2 separate regions of the Mus musculus genome follow, and region 2 is linked to region 1. The links are chromatin contacts, called in public promoter capture Hi-C maps. All regions are on one chromosome and are shown on one strand. Each heading gives the region's core, a stretch centred on a gene start, on an enhancer-like site or on the middle of the called end of the contact. The rest is flanking DNA. Distances are from core to core; before and after follow the strand shown. Region 1 overlaps Gm41980 (a long non-coding RNA gene). Region 2 overlaps Stx6 (syntaxin 6).

Region 1 (7,087 bases), core at 2,230-4,729:
CTGTGGCTCAGAACCTCAGGTTTATGCTCAAATGACAGGAGCAGCTGATTTTCACTGTTCCTTTGTTGTGACCTGGGAATGCGCTGCTGGATACGGTAGGTAAGTAAGGATGACATCATGGCCAGAAGTACAGCTTTCTTTAATTTTCACGTTGTTAGTTCTTGGCAAGGCTTCTGCCTCTTTCCATCCCCACCCCTGTTGGATTTTTCTGGAAGCTTTCAGGCTTTCCTTCAACTCCTATGCATGTATACACACACACACACACACACACACACACACACACACACACACACATATGCCTGCCCTCACATGTGCCCTCATGAGCACACACACACATACACACAGTCACACAGATGTACAACAAGACACACTAACATAGCATTTCCAGGGCTTCTGTGGACTTCTGGACCCTTTTCTCCCCAGGATCAGTTTGGAACCCACAGTGTAAACGCTCCCTCACCAATCTTCATGTAAAGTCTGACGATGATGCTATAATAATGCTTACACATAGACACCGTTCCTCCCCTCAGAGTGTATATCCACCCTCCCATTGCCTTCTGTCTTCTTCCCCAGTACCCGCCATCTCCGATGCTCATCCACACAGGAGGGGCAGGTGGATGGGTTGTTTCTTTTTTTTTCCTTCTCTCTTTTTCTTTCTTTCTTTCTTTCTTTCTTTCTTTCTTTCTTTCTTTCTTTCTTTCTTTCTTTCTTTCTTTCTTTCTCTCTCTCTCTCTCTCTCTCTCTCTCTCTCTCTCCCTCCCTCCCTCCCTCCCTCTCTCTCTCTCTCTTTCTAATTTTTGATGTTGCTGATTTTATTTGTTTGTTTTGTTTTTCTCAAGACAAGGTTTCTTTGTGTAGCCTTGGCTCTTCTGAAACTCACTCTGTAGACCATGCTGGTCTCAAACTCTTGATCCACCTGCCTCTGCCTCTGCCTCTGCCTCTGCCTCTGCCTCTGCCTCTGCCTCTGCCTCTGCCTCTGCCTCTGCCTCTGCCTCTGCCTCTGCCTCTGCCTCTGCCTCTGCCTCTGCCTCTGCCTCTGCCTCTGCCTCTGCCTCTGCCTCTGCCTCTGCCTCTGCCTCTGCCTCTGCCTCTGCCTCTGCCTCTGCCTCTGCTGGAATCAAAGTGCCACTCCCCCTCCGCCAGCAGGTTTCTTTTCTCCCTACTCTTACCCAGTTCCACCTTTCAATGGCAGCCAGGCTGAGCTTTGAGACACTCCCAGTTCCTGCCACCCCCCACCTGGAGAGTGGGAGCCAGCTCCTGTTCTGCTGCTGCTTCCCACCCTCCCCTTCCCTTCTCTGTCCTCACCCACAGAGCCCTGCTGCTGAGGACATCCTACTCAGAGCCTGGCTCTGGCCTCCTGCTCTGGCCTCCCTCTGGGTCTGGAATGCTTTCCTTCTCTGTTTCTTCTCATCTGGCAAGTGCCACTTTGAATCTTAGGCCCACAGTAGAGGCATCATCCTTGATCTCTCTTAAGTGGCCAGCCTGGGCTAGACTGGGCTAGACTCTTGTCACAAAGGAACACTCCACTTCTGAACCCATAGTAAGAGGATGAAGAGCAAAGAAGCTAGAGCGAAAAGAACTGTAAATCCATTGGCATTCACATATGCTAATGAATGCCCGGATAGAAAGCACAGGGATGCCTGCACACTTCAGCAGTGTGACCTTGGTGCCACAAGATGGGATGACAAACGAATAAAGCCCGAGTCCCAACAGCTAACTTAGAAGCGCATTCCTGAGCAGACAAGCAGAGGTCTGGAAGAGAAAAGAATGCAGCTGTGTGGAGGGGCTAAGGGTGAGAAGGAAGAATGGATGAGCAGGAGGCAAAAGCATCCAGCCCTTGGAGATTCTGCCTTGGGAAACGATGCGAAAGAAGTGAAATTACTTCCGAGATAGGAAAACAATCCGTTTTCACTCTCAGGAATCAAGTTACCCCTCCTTCACTGACTCAATGGGCTGGCTGTGGTTTCAGGAGAGCCCCAGACAGTCTAGAACAAAGACGTCTTGCTCAGCTTTGCATTTCAAACTTGATTCCCCCCTCCCACCCTGCCCGCTCCCTAGCTAGTGAATGCTTAATATTCTCAGAGCCTGGGTGCTGAGAGAGAGAGAGAGAGAGAGAGAGAGAGAGAGAGAGAGAGAGAGAGAGAGAGAGAAGGCTTCCCATTTTTCAAGGAGATCCTTTGTCTCTATCTAGAAGTGCAGCTTGGGCACTTGAGAGAGCATAAAGCAAAGCGTTCAGTCTCAGCACTGAGAAGAGTTAATTCAGGAAGAAAGGAGCTTAGGCCCCGAGGATAGAAGACTGGAAAACCTGGCAGGAGGCTCAGAAGACACGAGGAGGAAGGTGCCATGGGCCCTACCTGCTACCCAGAGCCTCAGGGTGGAATGTCAAGGGGGTAGTAACAGCCCTTCACAGGAAGTAGGAAGTTGAGAGGCTATGCTCCACTTCACATATGGGTCTCTGTGACTCCCTCCATGTCTTTCCATAGCAGCCTAACACTTTGGAAACACAAGCAAATTGTGCTTCAGCAGAGAAAAGGGCTTTGCTTTCCTGTAGCTTGCCTCAGACTAAACTTTCCAAGTGGTCTCTGGAAATACATAAGGAGGCTGGGTGTGAGGAGTCAGGACTCTGTCATGAGCTTATTGGGCCAGGGGGAGCCCTTGGCAGCATTTCCAAGTGGAGATCCAGAGCTGGGTCCTGAGGGAAGATAGGGCTGAGCTCAAGGAGTCTGGTGACAGGGAGCAGCTAGCCAGCCAGGAACATTTGTTAGGCATTGTCTGCACGCTGGGAACAAGTCATGTGTGTCCCAAACCCAGCTGGACAAGCCGCAGGCGAGGATGTGGCTCCGGGACAGCATGTGAGACGGGCATTTAAGGGCTTTCATTCACGATAAGGTCAAACAATCCCACGGCATACTGAGTGTGATCTGGTCCGGTTCTCCTGTGAGCTGGTTGGCTGGCTTCTGAAGGTGGTGCTGCTGCTTCAGTTCATCACAGCTCATTGGAGCCGCACTTGGAGGTTGAACAGACAAAAACAGACCTCACACAGAGACACAGCGGTGAGAAAAATCCACAGAGGAGTAAATAGAGAGACCTGAGAATGCAGTCTGGAGAAAGGGCATTTGGGGTGACACCAGTCCTTTATGGCTCCCAAGAGCAGAGACAGTTCATGGACCATATAGGGACATTTAATCTCCAGTTCTAGCAAGCTGTCTACTGATCTGAAGCTAGCACATGCTGAACCAGGAGACTTCCTGGATTTGGTACCTCCAAGCAGAAGCCAGGACGCTGTGTAGGAGACTTGGGCATCTGTTTTGGTCACAAATCTGGACAACCTTCAAGTCCCCAACCCACTTACCCTCACCTTAAGACTTGATGACTGCCGAGTGAAATTCTAATTTTACACTTGCTGACTCAGAGGCAGAGGAGGATCTAGCTTTGAGTCAGAGCACCCATGTGGAAAGACCTCACTTCTTGGAGCTGGCTTCGAGCGTGGCTCTACCACTCACCAGCTGGGTGCCCTGGACAACTCCCTTCACCTCTCAGATCATGGTGTTCTGGTTTGTAGGATGGAGATGTTTGCCCAGGGTTAGGTTAGCACTTAGAACATCAATATAATAAAAGGTTAAGATGTGGCAGATTGTGTGAGAACTAGAGGAGCTTCACCATGCTATAAAACCACGGGACTACCCACGGGGCTTGTTTTCTTATTCATCAGAGCAGATGATAGTGTGAGAACATTCAGTTTAACACAAAGGCAAGGCAGATGCTGATGTAGGGTGGACGGGTTCTACCTTGAGTTGTCATAATAGAGAAGCGGCTTGGGGAGGGCACTTAGGACTCAGCTGGAGCAGCAGCGGCCAGGAGGAAGTTCTCACTAAGGCAAGATGGTCTCCTTTTGCTCTGTTCTCGAGCGTCTAGTTCAGCTGTGGAGATATTTTCACTCTTTAGCGAAGACAGTGGTCCATATCTGCCGACCCCTAGGTGACATCCAATTTGGACCAACTTGTGGCTGTGAAGTGGTCACAATTGAAGGTTTCAGTTTGTCTCAGCCTTAGCCTGCTCTTACACGTATTCTCCTAGCCTCGGCTTCATCTGGCTTAGCCCTTTCCCGTTTCTTGCATCCCAGCCTTGTCCCTGTGAGCCAGCTCCTGGTTCACAAGGAGGAAAGAAAGATTTCTGCCTCTCCCCAGGACCCTTGGTTGGTCAGCTGGGGTTGCTGGTGGGGTTGCTGAACAAGGCAGGCAGCCCCACATGGCGTGGTTGTGGGCAAGAAGCTGATCTGCACTGTGTGGGGGTGGGGACTGACGAGAACAGGCCCACAGTCCTGCCCCCCCCCCCTGCCTTCTGGCTGGAGGAAGTGAGTCCAGCCTGGGGCCTCAGCAGCTGAATCAGTGGTTCTTGGAAGGTGATGATGTCACCGTGACATGGCTGTTCCCCTCCCCCAGTCAAAGTCAAAAGGAGAGTGAGCGACACAAGTTTCTCAGGCAGAGGCCTGAAGCTCTTAGGGAAGTCTGTGTTCACAGTCTGTGCTGGTCCCTTGATGCTACCTTGGTAGCCATTGTCATCCTTGGACTTCCGCTCTTCTCACCCTTGTCCTTTTCATCATCCTGTGTGCTGGAATTCTGGGAAAATATTGATGATATTTTCTTTTCTTTTTTGGGGGAGTGGGGGGGAGGGGACGGGCGTGTCTAATGTTTTCCAGATTGGCATGGACTAGCTGAGAAATTGAGGATGACTTTTTATTTTATTTTATTTTTATTTCATGTTTTGCCTGCTTTTATGTTTCTGAGGGTGTTGGGTCCCCTGGAACTGTGAGCTGCCCTGTGGGTGCTGGGAAGTGAACTCAGGTCCTCTGGAAAAGCAGCCAGTGCTCTTAACTACTGAGCCATCTCTCCAGTTCCCTGTGGATGACAGTTTCTAATCCTCCTGCCTCTACTGGAGTGCTAGGGTTTATGGACGTGACCACATGCTGGGGAGAGAACTCTTGGGTGGTACATGCTCAGCAAGCAGTTACCAACAGATCTACACTGGCAGCCCATCTTGATGATTTTAACCGTTTCCTGTCTTTGTTCTCCCATATGAATAGATGCACAAATCATAGAATATCATCTTGTCTGGCCAGGTGTGGTGGACTTTTTGGGATACAGAACTATCATGTCCTCTTAAAGACAGCATGTGAAAATGTATGCCTCATTTCCAGTTTCACATCTTTGCCTTTAAAAAAAAATTAATCACTTCTTACTGTTAGGGGCCGTGTCTCACTGGGCTGAGTGGGGAAATGCTAAGCTGCCATCTTTCCCCTGTCAAGGGCTCCCCCATTACCTCACTACCTCATGGTTGGGAACGTGGTGAGAGACTGGAGATGGATAATTTTCTCTTCTTAGGTGTCAGCTGCTGTAATGAAAGCCAACAGCATTCTACTGTGAGGCTCTGGGGGAACCCAGCTGGGCTGGCTAGGCCAGGGATTCCCTAAAAACAAAACAAAAACAACACCCAGTCTTCCTGGAGACCTTGTGTTAGACTCACTTGGGATAAAACGGGGCCTTTTGTCAGTTGGCTTCTGCTTCTCCAGACCAACCTTGATGGTACAGGGAGCCCTGGCAATGCCTTACACTGCCCGATGCTGCCCCCTGCAGGTGCATTGCCGACAGGGTCCCGCTGTCTCCCTTGGCCAAATGGTGGCTCTTCATCACCTGAAGTTGTCAGAGCAGTTAATAGAGCATGAACAGGAAGAAAATTAGGCTTTTCTGAGTGAACTAGGACACTGAGATAAATAGCGGAGGCATTGAGGATGATGGATGGATGTTCAAGCTTCAAATAATTTGACGTAGCAGGGATAACAGAAGGTGAGGACCAAAGTTTAGATCAAGGATCAGGGCAACTCAAGGCATGGCTGGTTTGAACTCCTGTTCAGTGCACGATGGAGAGGGTCCTAGACAATTGCGCAAGGTCATGAAGCTGGCAGATGATGGACATGGATGTGAACTCTGAGACTCTTCAGTGCTATTGTCACACTTGTGACATTTGGTGTTCGCACAGCTCCTAGCTAAGAGGTTGTCTTACTTTTATTTCTGTTGCGGGGACAAAGTGCTCTGACAGAAAGCAACTTAGGGGTGAAAGGGTTTCTTTCAAGTTCACAATTCTAGGTTCCAGTCCAGCATAGCAGGGAAGTCAAGGCAATAAGGAGCTTAGTAAGATAGCAAGTCACATCATCTCCACACTCAGGCATGCTTGCAACGCTGTTCATTTTCTCTACTTAGATACAGTCCAGGACTCAAACCTACGGAATGGTTCCACCCACAGTGGGCTGGGTCTTCTACATTTTACAACAATCAACACAGTTCCCTGCAGACAGTCCCACAAACTCTCTTACCAGGTTCCTAGATTGTGTTAAGTTGACAATTAAACTGACCAGAGGTCAAGATGCCTTGCAGGGAAGTCCCTTTATGGACTAGGTACTTGGGAATGAAGGTGAACTTTCAATAGGTAAATGAATGAAGAGATTTTTAGCTGTGGCCTCTGTAATGTAGTTTGAGGGATGCTGGGAAAATCTTTCCAACTTTCTCATCGTCTTGGCCTGAAGTGACACTATAGGAGAGACATTCTTTTGAGTAGGGTCGACTAAGTGGAGAGACTGATATTCAATCGTTATGCTTTTGTAATAACCTCTGTCTAAAAGGCCCTTCTAAAGGCCAGCATTTAACTGGCCATGGGAGCCCACCCAGTCTATGGCTGATGTGGTATCTATGTCTCCCCCATACACTTCTTCCTTTAGTCTCATGGGGTCCTCTTCAGCTTGCTCCTGGTTCTGGGTCTTCACTATAATCAAACCTCAGGTCAGTGGCAAAGTCAACATTTTAGCTGCAAAATCAGAAATGAGTATTTTCTCCTAAAATCCTCCTGGACCTTGCTTTAAAAAAAAGTGAAGATTCTTTAGAATTTGTCTCGCTTTATGTCCACCTGTCTGTCCATCCCCAACTCTCCCTAGCCTCTTCCCTGTATCTTCCTCCATCAACCTCTTCCTTCCAACAATTCAACCTTATGTAGGATTTGTTTGCTTTGTTACCCAGCAGGCATTTCCACATCCCCC
Region 2 (7,087 bases), core at 2,149-4,648, 140 kb before region 1:
TCCTCAGACTTGATGGTACAGAACTATCACATTAGGATTTAGCCCTAGACCACGTGATTCCCACCTGTCCCCTCCTTCCCACTTCTCTGATATATATATTTGTAGTTGTGTCATAGTTTGGTTAGGTCAATATTCAACATTAACATTACACCATCTGAGTACAGGCTAGTCACACTGAGAGGTCTGTGGTGGGAGGCACACTGCCTCACGTTTGCTCCCCTCTGGCTCAGGGGTCAGCTTTCTTAGGCCTACTGAGCCCATCACCTGCCTGCTTTCTGTAAGCTAAACTGGTATAACTCCTGTTTCCTGTTTTATGTTCTCCAGAGGTTTTTATCTTTGCAAAACCATTCCTGTTGCTGCTGTGCTAGCTTTGAGGGGATGGAGATAGACCATCATCATTGCAGCATCTTTAACTAGGTGGATCTCAGGCTGCCTTTCTTTTCAAGCTGCCTCACCAATAAAGTAGCTGAAGCCCTTCCTTCCATTTTAAATAGAAACTCACCCAGTGTTTGGGTTCCAGTTACTCTAGATCCTCACCTGGCATAGCCACCTGGATCCACTCTGCTAAATCATCTAAAACCCAGCACCTGCTCACGGCATCACTCCAAACACTACCTCCCTGCCTTTCCTCCATACTGAAAAGGAAAGTCCCGCCTCCTCATCATACTGACAGGCCACACCTGCTATGCTCTGACTCCCTCTCAGGACTTCTGCTCCCCCTTCCCCATGGCAGACACTGAAAACCATGTTGTGTGTGTGTACACTTGCCCCGACTCTCTCAGGTGCTTCCTCCCTCCTACACACACTGCTACACACATCTCTGCAGAGTCACTGGCTCTCTTGCCCCCAGGTTTCAGCTGACCAGGGCTCTCCAGCTGGCTGAACTGGCCTATCGCAGTGACAGTGGCTCTTTCCCCACTGCCACCGTGGGACTACTTCCCTTCATGTGTACAATATGTGCTATGCCTGGGAAGCAGCAAGCATTCTGAATGGCAGGCAGTGTCTATCTTGCTCACTCCTATATCCCCAGGGCCTTGACAACCTGGTGCGGAACACGTGCCCAGGAAGAACTGATAATGAGCATATGTAACAGTGAACATTAAGAAACATCCAGGTGTACACCCCCACTCACCCGGGGAAAAAGTAGAATGGTGTATTATACAGCAGCTGTATAAAAAAAGCTGTCTGTGCATTTCATACTTGAGTGTAAGAGACAGGTTCTTCAGCAAAAACAATTTTGAAGAGTTATGTTTTGCCTCTTTTTTTTTTTTAAGATTTACTTATTTACTTTATGTATATGAGTACACTGTGGCTGTCTTCAGACACACCAGAAGAGGGTGTTGGATTCCACTGCAGGCGGTTTTGAGCCACCATGTGGTTGCTGGGCATTGAACTCAGGACCTCTGGAAGAGCAGCCAGTGATCTTAACCTCAGAGCCATCTCTCTAGTCCATGTTTTGCTTTTTTTTATTCCTTTGTTTTGAGAGGGAAGATTGTTTTTGCTAATTACAATTAAATTTGAATGTTCTTTTGTAAGACAGGACTTATGTTAATGTAGTGGGTACTGGGATGGATGACAGCTGGGAGTCCTAACACCACCTTCAGGCCCATCCTCCTCTTCAGGGCACTGTCTCCAGAGGGCATGGCTCTATCTGCTTCCCATTCCTAACTATGCCTCAAGAGTCTGCTCAGAGAACTTAGTGTGTCGTTTAAAGGGTTTTAAAACTAACAGCTTTGCCTAAACCACAGTTGTGAATTTTATCTGGGATTTGCTTCTTTGGGGGAGCTACTCCGTGCAACAAAGTCCAAACTGCAACCACACATTATGCAGCTTCTCTCTTTAGCAGCCACGTACTTCACTGCTAGGCTTTCAGGGTCTCAGTCAGCGTCACTGCTGCTCAGGGCATCTCACTACTCACACGGCCTGTTCCTCCAGCTCCCCTCCGATGCGCTGCGACATGTTCTTCAGCACCCCGATGCTGCCAGAGACCAGCTCCAACTGCTCATCCTGCTGTTCCACAATCAACTGGTGCCAGAGGAACGGAAATAAGCAATTAAAATCCATCTTACCTGGTTCCAAGCCCGGCACTCCAGCAGCTGCTAGTTTCTTTGCCAGCTTGGGACAATTCACATTCAAAAGCAAAGCCCAGAAATCAAAGCAGCAGACCACTGCCTCTGAGAACACACTGCTCCAAAGCCTGGACTGTCAAGCTACTGCTATCCCCTGCTGATCCAACAGTGAGCCGTCAGCGGGGCTTGAAACCACCAAGAGAGATTTACTCTGCTTGGCTGAGGTCCAACGAGGGAACGGAAAACGGCCAATGCACACAAGCATATGACCACCACATCAGGGGCTGGTTAGGAAGAGGAAGCCCACCGCCAAGATCAAGGTCTCCGTCCACAACAGATGGTCACAGTGTCAGTGAAAGACAGCCTAGCAGATCTCTGGATGTGGGAGGACTGCATAGAGTCCTTTTCTTCTTCCAGGACAGTAAGTTACCTCAAAGACAACTGTTGGCTGACAAAGACACACTTTCAGTTGTGCTGTGGTTCCCTTACTCTCTATCTCAAACTTTGCTTCATTATAACATCTTGAGAGCAAACAACTAGTTAGGCCAACATGATAACATAAAAAGAACAAAGGAACACACCGCCTACATATAAGCATAAAACACAGTATTTATGAACCAAAGTTTAACGGACAGCTGATTCTCACATCCTGATCTATAATGTCATCGTTAGCCTGCTTTTACTAGCATAGCTGTTGGTAAAGGCAACACCACCAGCTGGCGTGGTTGGCTCAGCCCTACAATCTCAACCCTCAGGAAGCTGGGGCAGAATGATTATGAGTTCGAGGCCAGCCTGGACTACATAGCATGACTCTGGCTCAATAAAACCACATCAATAAACTCATAAATAAATGAATGCAACAACATGGAGATAATTCAGTTCACTTTCCTTCAATGTCTCAACCTTTATCAAAGCAACTGTTTTTATGTAGAATGAAACAAATTAACAAATTTTTTTTTTTTTTTGGTTTTTTAAGACAGGGTTTCTCTGTGTAGCCCTGGCTGTCCTGGAACTCACTTTGTAGACCAGGTTGGCCTCGAACTCAGAAATCCGCCTGCCTCTGCCTCCCGAGTGCTGGGATTAAAGGCGTGCACCACCACGCTCAGCAAATTAACAACTTTCAATGGATGAAACAAGAACTCGAGTGTTTCTGAAAGTATCTTTGTTAAAATGGACAAAAGGCTAAATGTACAAATAAGAAACTGGGGAAGAAGGAATGTTTTCCTTTTAAAAATCCTTGGCTTTAGCTGGGGCACGGCTGCATGCAGAAGGCACAAGCAGGCTAATCTCCAGGAGTTGGAGGTCAGCCAACCAACCACAGCTACACAGCTCAAGAACCCATCTCAGAACAACAGCAACAAAACCAAAGCCTGCACAAATCCTTGGCCTTGTTGGTTTAGATGTCAGCTCTGCTTTTCCTGAAGTCTGATCAAGTGGTTCTTTGGGACACCATGCTTTCAAGATTTTAAATGGTGTATACAATCATTACACACCTGACAACCCAGCATACGGCAGCTGGGTCTAAGCTGCTTGTCTTTAGGTAATAAGCTTGTGGCTATCAGAGAGTCAGGGGAGGCGCCCTCCTGCCACCTCCTTGCTTGACCAGCTGTTCTCAGGTACCTGCTGCTGTGCCTGCTGCTCCTCGATGAAGTGGGAGTTGGCTAGCTGCAGCTCCCGGTCAAGGCGCCCATAGCGATCTGCCACTCCAGCATTCCAGCTCTGGCTGCTGCTGTCTCCTAGGAGTGCCTGTGTGAGCAGGGACAACCAATCAGGAGGAACACCAGGAGCCACTACTGACCAAGCCAAGCAGCCCTCGAACCTGGATCAGGCTCTGATATGGGCATGCAGGATGGTGCCTGGTAGATGGTTTGAGGAACACCAGCAAGGTATATTCAAGATCTCCCGATGAGTCTCACAGATCGATGCTACTCCTAAGGAGAATGGCTGGGGGAAGATGAGAGGGAGCAGTGGAGAGCAGAGTTAGGGCGGGCTGGCTAAGGTTTGTTTAAGTGGGTACCAAAGGCCCTTGGGGTAAAGGCCACCTTAGCCACTTGCTGGCTTCTTTGAAGGGTTCAAGGCAGATGGGATAAGCTGGCCGATAGCTTTTCCCAACTATAGCTCAAAAAAAAAAAAAAAAAAAAAGAATGAGAGGGGGGAGATAAGTAAGAACAATGAAAACAACAAAACAAACCCAAGCAAACAAGAAAAACACACAAATCAGAACTTAAATTCAAAGTTTAAGTTCCAGATGACCAGATGACAGCTGCTCATCTTTTAAGGATTATATTTTAACAATTAGAAAGGAGTTTCCACTTTATTCGTTTTAATTATGTGTTAGTGTGTGGTGTCTGTATGTGGGTCTGTACATGTGAATGAAGGCAATGGATCCCCTGGAGTTAGGGTTACAGGCAGCTGTGAGTGCCTGATAAGGATGCTGAAAGATGAATTCGGGTCTCCATCCTCTGGAAGAGCAGCAAGTGCTTGTAACTGCAGAGCCATCTCCAGCTTGGAAGAGTTTCTTTCATAAAAAGAACCAGGCAAGGTGGTTCATATCTGTAATCCCAGCACCCAGAAAGCTAGGGCAGGAAGATTTTTATTTTTAGTTTCAGGACAACCTGGGCTACATAGGCCAGCCATAGCTACATGAATAGCAAAACCTTGTCTCAAAGTAAAAACAATTCCTTCCCCCAAACCATGCTTTCGGGAATGGTGGCACACGCCTTTAATCCTTGCACTAGGGACGCAGAGGCAGGTGGATCTCTGAGTTCAAGGCCAGCCTGATCTCTACATAGAGAATTCCAGGACAGCCATGGCTGTGTAGGGAGACTGTCACAAACAAATAAATAAATTTGAAACATGTTAAAGATTCCTCAAATGTCTGCATCAATTTCATTCATGTGTTTAATTTTGAGATAGAGTTTTACTATACATCCCAGGCCAGAGCTAAGTTTACATTATGTGGACCCAGATTGGCCTTAGATGTATGAGCAACCACCTGGCTACATTAAAATTCAAACATAACCAAGCCCCTTTCAAGGAGCCTGGAGTCCCATAAAAAGACAGTAAGCAATTAGGACTCCTTAGCAGACGCCTGACAGCACAGTGGTGCCAGAAGAAGAGGAGGAGGAGGTGCTGTGGGGTCCAGCGGCCAGGAGCAGGTGAATCAGAGGGTGGTGCAGTGCTGAGAAAAGCTGGCTAGAAGCTAAGGTTTGTCTAAATGTCTGCCAAAGGCCATGTGGTAAATCCTGGCCTATGACACACCTGAGAGGTAATGGAATCTTTTAGAAGTGTAGCTAATATGCCTAAATCAATACATTTGATGAACCCTCACTGGAGAAGTATCTTCTTGCAATAGATGGTAATTAACACAGAGACCCACAACTGGACAATGTGCAAAGCCAAAGACTTTGAGCATTTAGTTCTAACTGGAATGTGTGAATCACACCCCTCCACTCAAGGCACAGGGATGTGTGCACAAAACAACGTGGGAACACTGTAAGAGCCAGAGACGGAGGATGATGCAAAGGAAGAGCTCTCTAGACACAACAGGGGTGATGCTCATACCAACTCACAGGGCCTACGACAACACCGACAAGGCTTGCACAGGTTCAAGCCACACAAAATCCCAGCATGGAGAAAGAAGAAGTGGGCACAAAGCCCCATCCCCAAACAAACAGCTAATGGCTACTGAACGATGCTGGCTCAATGAAAATTAATTTAAAAGAGTGACACTAGGCATTATGAGCCACATTCCAGGGCAGGCCACATGCTCAGGAGTAGTGCACCAACATAAAATGGTTTTGTGTGCACTTGCTTGTGCTTGCTTTTTTGGTTTGGATTTTTGTATGTTAAAGATGTATTTATTTATTATATATAAAGCATATACCATTCCACCTGCATGTATGCCTGCAGGCCAGAAGAGGACACCAAATCTCATTATGGATGGTTGTGAGTCACCATGTGGTTGCTGGGAATTGAACTCAGGACCCTTAGAAGAGCAGCCAGTGCTCTTAATACCTGAGCCATCTCTCTAGCCCAGCTTTTTTGGTTTTGGTTTTTTAAGAGAGAAGGAGGGAAGACACCCAGAGGCCCGCCCAAAGCAGGAGCCACTATGATGTACAAGTATATGGAGGAGAGATATTAGAGAAAAAGAAGTGTAATGCTTTGAGCACTACAAACAGAAATGGAACTGAGGGTGGAGAAAAACAGCCTGACATGTAGCTTGCCCTGCCACCTGCCACCGGAGGCCATGGTGACATCTTGTCCTGCTACAGATGGCCAAATCTGAGAGTGGGAGAGCTGGCCCTGCCCCTTGCCAGTTGCAGCTTTGTGGAAGTGTGGGTACAGGAGAATTGGTAGACTAACCAGCTCAGCGACCACCCAGGCCCAGATCTGGGGCTTGGAGTTGGCCCACCCCAGCATCTACCAATCTATGAACTGCTAGAGCTTGTCAAGGGGCCAGTCCTGCATATCCAAAGCTGCAGGGTCTCCACGACATAGGGCGACAACAGGATATCCAAGGAGTCCCAGTGAGGATCCAGTATTAATAGTGTAGCAGAAGCCAGAGGCCTGGAACCAGACCAATGAGTCACTGCAGTGAACATTTGCAAGTAAAGAAGTGTGGACAAGAGGGTGGCCCGCTGTGACACATTGCAGCTTTCTCAATGGGATGTTTGTTTGGGTAAGGGGTGTGTTTGTTTGTTTGTTTGTTTCTAATTTTCTTTCCAGGGGAGGCTGCAAGGGCAGAGGGAAAATACAAAGGGATAGGAGATAAGTGGGACTGGGATGCAAGATGTGAAATTCACAAAGGAGCAATAAAAAGTTTTTTTTTTTTTTAAATGTATACTTGGTAAAAAATGAAAAAGAAAGAATATGAAATGGGGTGGGCAAGGAGAGGGGAATTTGAGAAAAGTTAGGGAGGGGAAACAAAATGAACAAAGTATATTGTATAAAAAGAATTTAAAAAAAACAAAAAACAAAAAACGTGGCATTTGTAAGTTTTATGTCCTGCTGTCATG

Evidence for each region. Capture Hi-C pulls out chosen DNA fragments and counts their contacts.
Region 2: a promoter capture Hi-C map of pancreatic islet shows a contact between it and region 1. The contact joins two enhancer-like sites. A contact is called at or near these places in 1 of 15 datasets of contacts at CTCF or cohesin (CD8 T cells), 12 of 484 Hi-C or Micro-C datasets (the AtT-20 cell line, Th1 cells, Th2 cells and 8 more), 15 of 115 datasets of contacts at active chromatin or transcription factors (the 230-238 cell line, CD8 T cells, the HPC-7 cell line and 10 more) and 3 of 9 other capture datasets (adipose tissue, liver and pancreatic islet).

What each region holds. Positions count from the first base shown.
Region 1 is chr1:155,047,678-155,054,764 of GRCm38.p6, reverse strand. All of the region lies in intron 2 of Gm41980 (a long non-coding RNA gene), which reads left to right. Gm41979 (a long non-coding RNA gene) reads left to right here and starts at 6,898. Exons shown (of 3, transcript XR_878637.3): 1 at 6,898-7,087. Within about 2 kb of position 3,479, at least 166 of the 459 cell types and tissues checked have an H3K27ac peak or open chromatin away from gene starts, as enhancers often do. A contact at or near this core is called in pancreatic islet, where this site is marked.
Region 2 is chr1:155,188,157-155,195,243 of GRCm38.p6, reverse strand. Stx6 (syntaxin 6) reads right to left here. Exons shown (of 8, transcript NM_021433.3): 5 at 3,690-3,815; 6 at 1,919-2,025. Among named protein-coding and RNA genes, the nearest start is that of Stx6, 33 kb to the right of the region's middle. Within about 2 kb of position 3,398, at least 11 of the 459 cell types and tissues checked have an H3K27ac peak or open chromatin away from gene starts, as enhancers often do. A contact at or near this core is called in pancreatic islet, where this site is marked.